2 separate regions of the Zea mays genome follow, and region 2 is linked to region 1. Evidence: chromatin contacts called from public Hi-C data. All regions are on one chromosome and are shown on one strand. The core of a region is the stretch at or near the end of the contact, and the rest is flanking DNA. Distances in the headings are between cores, read along the strand shown. Region 1 holds the start of LOC103645634 (nuclear pore complex protein NUP58). Region 2 holds the start of LOC100194052.

Evidence for each region. A called contact is a pair of places that touch in the nucleus more often than the background predicts.
Region 2: a Hi-C map of leaf shows a contact between it and region 1, with 7 times the contacts expected there. The contact joins the promoter of LOC100194052 here to the promoter of LOC103645634 in region 1. A contact is called at or near these places in 3 of 25 Hi-C or Micro-C datasets (ear, leaf and tassel).

Annotation. Positions count from the first base shown.
Region 1 is chr1:287,391,569-287,394,918 of Zm-B73-REFERENCE-NAM-5.0, reverse strand. LOC103645634 (nuclear pore complex protein NUP58) reads left to right here and starts at 1,540. Exons shown (of 7, transcript XM_020544330.1): 1 at 1,540-1,830; 2 at 2,483-2,610. The coding sequence starts at 1,540. It overlaps LOC100276501, which reads left to right. Exons shown (of 3, transcript NM_001150274.2): 3 at 1-238.
Region 2 is chr1:287,620,889-287,624,106 of Zm-B73-REFERENCE-NAM-5.0, reverse strand. It overlaps LOC100194052, which reads right to left and starts at 1,787. Exons shown (of 8, transcript NM_001279719.2): 1 at 1,607-1,787; 2 at 1,329-1,494; 3 at 946-1,004; 4 at 393-511; 5 at 64-301. The coding sequence starts at 1,666.

The DNA.
Region 1 (3,350 bases), core at 291-2,790:
AGCTGAAGCTCGTTTTATGGTATGTGGTAATATTTTAGTGTTGCACCTATGCTGCTATGCAGATTAGACTTGTCCTTTTCTACTTATTAATGAAAACCGGTGTGTGCGGTTTATGCTGTAAATACCTGGAGTGTTCAGAATATGTTTTGTTCGAGGTTCTGTGTACTGAAGTACGGAGTACTAATGAATTTCCTTGTACATAACATCGAATAAAATCACTGGGTTTTACTTTGGTTTCTGGTCATTATAGTTGTGTGTGTTGGGGGAGGGGGGGGTTTGCATTTGACATCACACGTTCTGCGTTCTGGTGGCAATTCTGCTTATACATCTCTCAACTGTTTGTTTTTTTTTCATTAATTTGATCTGTTGCAAAACCGGTCGTTGTCCCCGTTCGGCTGCCTAAAGCCTTGTTCGTTTATGTCGGATTGCACCCGAAATCGTTCAGCTAATCAAAATTTATATAAATTAAAGAAGTAATCCGGTTAGAAATCGTTCCGACCCACCAATCCATAATAACCGAACGGCGTCTAAGAAAGATTGCAGGTCTACTATTTCCTGGCCTGGAACAGAGGATATGAGACTGCGTTTCCTACCCAGGCCATGAACGACGGAGAATCTCCAAACCAGATCACTGTGATCTGTTTTTATTCAAATCCAAATGAACAGCAGTTTCAATCCGGATCAAATACCAATCCAGCTCATTTCTTCCCACCCGGAACCAGCTGAAATGAACGTCTTCCCACCCGGAACCAGCTGAAATGAACGGGCACTTAAGCCTGTTTGGTACAGCTCCAGAAAATCTTATAGAGTCGATGGAGCATATTATTAGGTGCTTCAGAAAATCGTAGAACTGAAGTTAAAAATCTTTAAAAGACATTTACAAAAGTCATTTCATTTATTATTTAAATTAAAAATATTTTTAAAATTATTTAAATTAATTTTATAAACTACAACTTCACACCGGAGATGAAACCTAGAGCCATCCTGAACACGTGGTTAAATAGCGGGCAATGTATTATGTGTAAACCAGTACTCCAGCTGAAATGAACGGGCACTTAAATAGCAGGCAATGTATTAGGTGCAAACCAGCTTCTGTACAAATTCCGCACAACTAACTAATAAAAGTCGCAAAACAATTTGAAAATTATGGGTGTACTTCTTTATTCACTCTACTACTATAGAATTTATTATAAATTAAAAGATAAAAAATAAAAAATATCTCACAAAATTTTCAATTTTTTGAATCTCTCAATATATGATAAATTCGAACCTAGATAAATTTTATATAGGGGTAAAGTAGACAATAAAATCCATTTATAATTTTTTATTTTTTTATAACTTAGTTTACACGAAAACCTAGATACACCTTCCACGAAACCCCACACCCGACTCGGCCCGCTTTCCCCCACAAGAAACACTCGAGCTGTCCAGCAGTCGTGCCGTCGTGCGCCTCTAGAAGGGCAGTTCCGTACACCCCCCTCAGCCCACCCGGCAGCGTGCCTTCTTTTCTCTGTTTCCGCTTTCGGGAACGAACCGCCTATGCCTGGCCTCGGCTTGGACCTCAACCTTCCCCCCGAGCTGCAGGACGTGTGCAGGCGCCTCAGCTACGGTGGCGCCAACTCCCCCTCGTCCTCGAGGACGCCGCCTCTCCCGCTGATCTACGGGAGCCCCGAGGAATTGATGACACCGATATCTCCGCGGACGACCAGTGCGCTATACCCAGCGCCGGGAGAGACGTCGACGCCGACGGTCCGTGTGCCCATGGATACTGCGCTTGCCCTCCGCCCTCCCGCGCAGCCGCAGTCTCAGCAAGCGCAGGAGGCGGGAACGGCGAGGAGGATGTCGGAGCAGCGGCGTCATAAAGAAGAGCGGGCGTCGTTTGCTGAGTATAGGGCTGGACGAAATACTCGTGGCTCGATAACTCGCTCGACTCGGCTCGTTAGTAGCTCGGCTCGACTCGGCTCGTTTTAATTTTGTAGCGAGCCAAGCTAGCATTCTAGCTCGGTTCTCTAATGAGCCAGCTCGGGTTAGCTCGTGAGCTAGCTCGCGAGCCAAACGAGCTAAGCCACAACACAAGTTTGTCTAGTAATTGGTGTTGTCTCATCTCTCATAGTCTTGTTTTCTCGTTGTTATGATCTGTGATATGGACATGTGTGGATGTGTAATGTGCTTAGATATTTGTATTATTGCATGACTACATGTTTGTAGTGTTAAACACTTAAAATATGATTTTTCAATTATACATATATTTATGTACATAGATCTTTATATTTAGTTGTGTGGCTCGCGAGCCTAACGAGCTGGCTCGAGCTTCCTAACGAGCCGAGCCGAGCCAGCTGTTTAGCTCGTTAGTATAACGAGCCGAGCCGAGCTGGCTCGTTACAATAACAAGCTATAACGAGCCGAGCCATAACGAGCCGAGCTGGCTCGATATCCACCCCTAGCTGAGTATCAGCATCAACGCCTGGTGGCGGGGTTGCAGCAGGCTTTATGGTCGCAACAGCAGTCGCAGCAGCTAATGCTGTACACGGTGGACGGGCGTGCCGCCAGCTACGAGACCAAGTGGGACGAGCTGCACCCGGTCTCCCAGATGCTGCTGCTTCAAATCGAGTATGGCTCCCTCTGCATTCTTGCCTGCTGTTCTACTTCTGCAGCTTGAGACTCGAGAGATTGGTGACAGAGACGTTTCATTATTTGTTTCTATTTGGCGAATAGGGAACGCGCTGTGCTGTTGCGGTCAGAATTGTGGGCTTCTTGGGGGCACATTGTGCGCTCTTGATTTCTTTAGTACGGTGAATGGAGGACACATTGTGATTTTTTAGATCAGAATTGTGGTATCTTAGGCTGCCTTAATGTGATGCTTTCTTTTCTTTAGTAGGATGGTGGATATAGGGCGCATAGTGAGGCCCCTTTCTCTACTGCTTTAAAGCAACAGTTTCAGACATTGTGTGTCGTGTGTCATATCCTATGCAATCACTTATCCTATGCAATCATTTATCCTGGTGCAAGCATGCAATCAAGCGATCTGGTGCATCCGATCTAGATCTAATGATGACTGTTATTTTATATTTAACCCCTTCCACCTAAAACATAGTACCTATTTTACTTTTAACCCCTTCCATATGAAACCGTTGGATCTAGATTGGATGCTCTGGATAGTTTGATTGCACGCTTGCACCAAAATGAGTGATTGCACAAGATATGTCCTCACATATGTGAAGCTCATAAGTTTGTTTGTCTCCCCTGCTTTTTGCCTATTAGGAGGTTGCAGATGGGCTGTGAGAAACACCCAAGCCCAGTATGATAGGAAGCCACATGCAGCGTAACACTCCCATATATTACCACTCCGC
Region 2 (3,218 bases), core at 538-3,037, 230 kb before region 1:
TTATAACATTCACTCAACTTTTGAGGCAATAAAATCTTTTGAATCTGAAATAAAATCAGACACCTTGCAGGCAGAGAATAGTGCTGCAAATGGCAGGCTTGCATAGTAATCATTTATTGTCATCTCATCAGTATCATCATCCAGATCTTCTGAAAGACCACCACCCTCAACTAGGCTAGCAAGACAATTCCACCGTTTCTGAGATGGATCATAATCCTCAAGCTTTTTCCACCCCAATTTCTCATATTCTGGATCAGAACCATCTTCATTGCAACTTGAAAGGTAATACACCTGCATGTCACTACATTATTAAACATTGTTAGTTAATGATATCGACATTGACAGAGAATCAATCCTATAAGAGAACTGCAGCAGTTAGACGTTTCAGTTACCTGGATGCATCAATCACTCTCCTCTTTCCAGAATCTAAACTTGATATAATGACAATATGGTTCTTCCCGATGCTATTTATGAAATCAGCAACATTTTTTGCAAATGAAACCATCATTCCCTACATTGGCAACGAAAAAATGACATAGTCACGAAATATTCAGGAATTATATGCACTGAGACCACAAGACTAAACTGAAGGTACTAAAAATTAACAATGTAACTTTGCTTGAAAGTGCAATAGCTATCTTGCTTCCTTTGACAAAGTCATGTTCAATCAAAGAATATAGATCTACAAAAGAAATTAGTTATGACATATAAGTTTGCAAGTCGCATAGTCTGAAGTTAACAACACAAAGCAAAGTAATTTCTTCGTGTAATTTAACAAAGAAAGATGGAATATAGTTATCAGATACTGTGGCACACTGGCGCTAATGCTTCATTCATTTTCCTTGTCCCAACCAAAAAGTATTTACAAAAGAAAATCTGTATCAATTAGATTGAAGTAAACAGTGTCCAATACCACCACACAACTAAAGGCTGAGATCAACGTACTGTAGTAACTGGAGACCTTTGCTGAATGAAACCCAGCTTATGAGATGTAGATTCATAAGCTGCCAAGAGGAAGAGAGAAAGGTGGTCAGTCTAAATTGTGTATCAACATTACACACACTGACTCGATGTATGTTTATAACTTAAGGTGTGTGTAGATTAAACGAAAAATCTAAGGGCCATCGTACTCCAACTGAAACTCAGTAGGTTACTCCATCAGACAACTTGTGCGCACAACAGAACTGTTTGCAGCGCCAGCATAGCGCTACGATTTTTATCGAACAGTTGGTGCTCAGGAAATAAAGAGACTAACAGAAGGAACGCAAGCAGCAACGCTGAAACAGCACGGAATAGCACAGAGTGACAAAAAGGATCGAGCACCCAACCTTCGAGAGCGAGTGCGAGGTCGCCGACGGCGTCAGGGCCGAAGGCGTCGTTACCGGCGCAGGGCAGCACGGAGGGCTCGTCGAGGTAGGCCACCCGCCTCGCCCTCGACGAGGATATGAGAAGGTCGACGGCGAGCTGCCCCACGTTGCCAATCGACAGCGCTGGCTGCGGCCGGGTGATCCGAAGACCAAACATAATCGTAGGCCATCGGTTAAAACTACTAAAAACTCGATTCCAGAAATAAACAGTGGGAGCTCGCAGCGTTAGGGTTTCAAACCATGATAAGCGTGGGGCAGGAAGGAGAGAACGATTCACTCTCGACTAAGGCGAACTCCATTCCGGCGGGCGGGCGGGAGGCGGTGCAGGGATCTCAGGCTCAGCGGCTGCCGGATGAAAGCTCTCTCTGCCTTGGTCGAGAAGTTGAACAAGGCGACACTCAAGCAATAGTATAGAATCCTTTCGCTCTTTCAGGTCAGTTTTATTTTTAGAAAATCTTTCAGGTTAGATTGGACCGTGGATTCGAGCTGAAAGCAAATTTTTAGGCCCAACTAAGCCTGGCAAATTTGAGCCCATCTTTTGAAACCACGAATAGTTTTGGTGTTCTAGCATTGCGCATTAAAATCTATGCTCGTTTTTTAGGTATCTCCGACTTCATAGAAAAAACAAATGCTCTATTTATCCTAAATTAAAATTAGTTTTAGCCTTTTAATAGATTCATTAAAAAATTAATATATATTTTATTTATATGTCTAGATTTATCATTATATATTTAAATAAAGACATAAAAATACAAAAAATAAAATAAATATTAATTTAGAACGCATGGAGTAGTTTCGTTACCGTGTTAACCCTAGATTTGAGCATCAAGCAAACCGAACATTTTATCGACATATGGTGCACAAGTAATACATAGGGCACCATAGTGTCACCTAATATCCTTGTAAAACTCATCCGCTCTAAGGTCCTGTTTGGCACAGCTTATTTTCAGCTTCTTCATAAATTTAAGCAAAAGTTTTACCAAACAGCCAGCTTCTGCAGCAGCTTATCAGTTCAGCTGCTTCTCAGATACACTGTTTTTTCAACAAACAGCAGCTGTGCCAAACAAGGCCTAATCAGACCCTAGAAGTCTACTCACCAAACAAATGCTCTCTTATGTTGTCTTACCACAATAATGTTCAGAACCAAAGCCAATGTCTCTAAATATAACCCGTATAGATGGTGTGTACACCGTATATATGATATTACCCATGAAAAAGCTTTAACCAACTAAGGTCTTATTTGGTTATTCTAATTCCATGTAAATCAGAGTGTTTTGGAATAAATATAGATGGACTTTGACTTACTATAGATTTAAACCGACTTAATACCATTCAATCCACATGGGTTAAGCGTGAAACGAACAAGCCCTAAGAAGGTGTTTAGGGTTTTCATATCGTAAATTTAGTGACTAAAATTTAGTCACTTTTAATCTCTAAAATACCAAACAGGACTAAAATAGTTATTCTAAATAGTATGTCTAGCAACTAAAGTTTAGTCCCTAAAGTCTAGGAGGGTGACTAAAAAAAGCAAACACCTTCTAAAATCGATGTGTTTTTCTTTTTCACCAAATACCAATTAGCCGCCTCGTAAACACATGAAAAATAAATCGAGTACATAACCAATAATCGTCATTTCCATACCAATTATAGTTTCAAGAATGTGTAACATATCATCTAAAGAGCAAAGATTATATATGAAAAAAAAGATACTAAATAGTATGTTTTATTCGATGGTCGACTATCTATATGCTTGTCTTTTTTTATTAATGTTTACAATGCCCAGAAAAGGTGATAATTGTCTCATTTTGCGGTATAAATATAATCTAGATCCCGATAATATAGTAATTATGA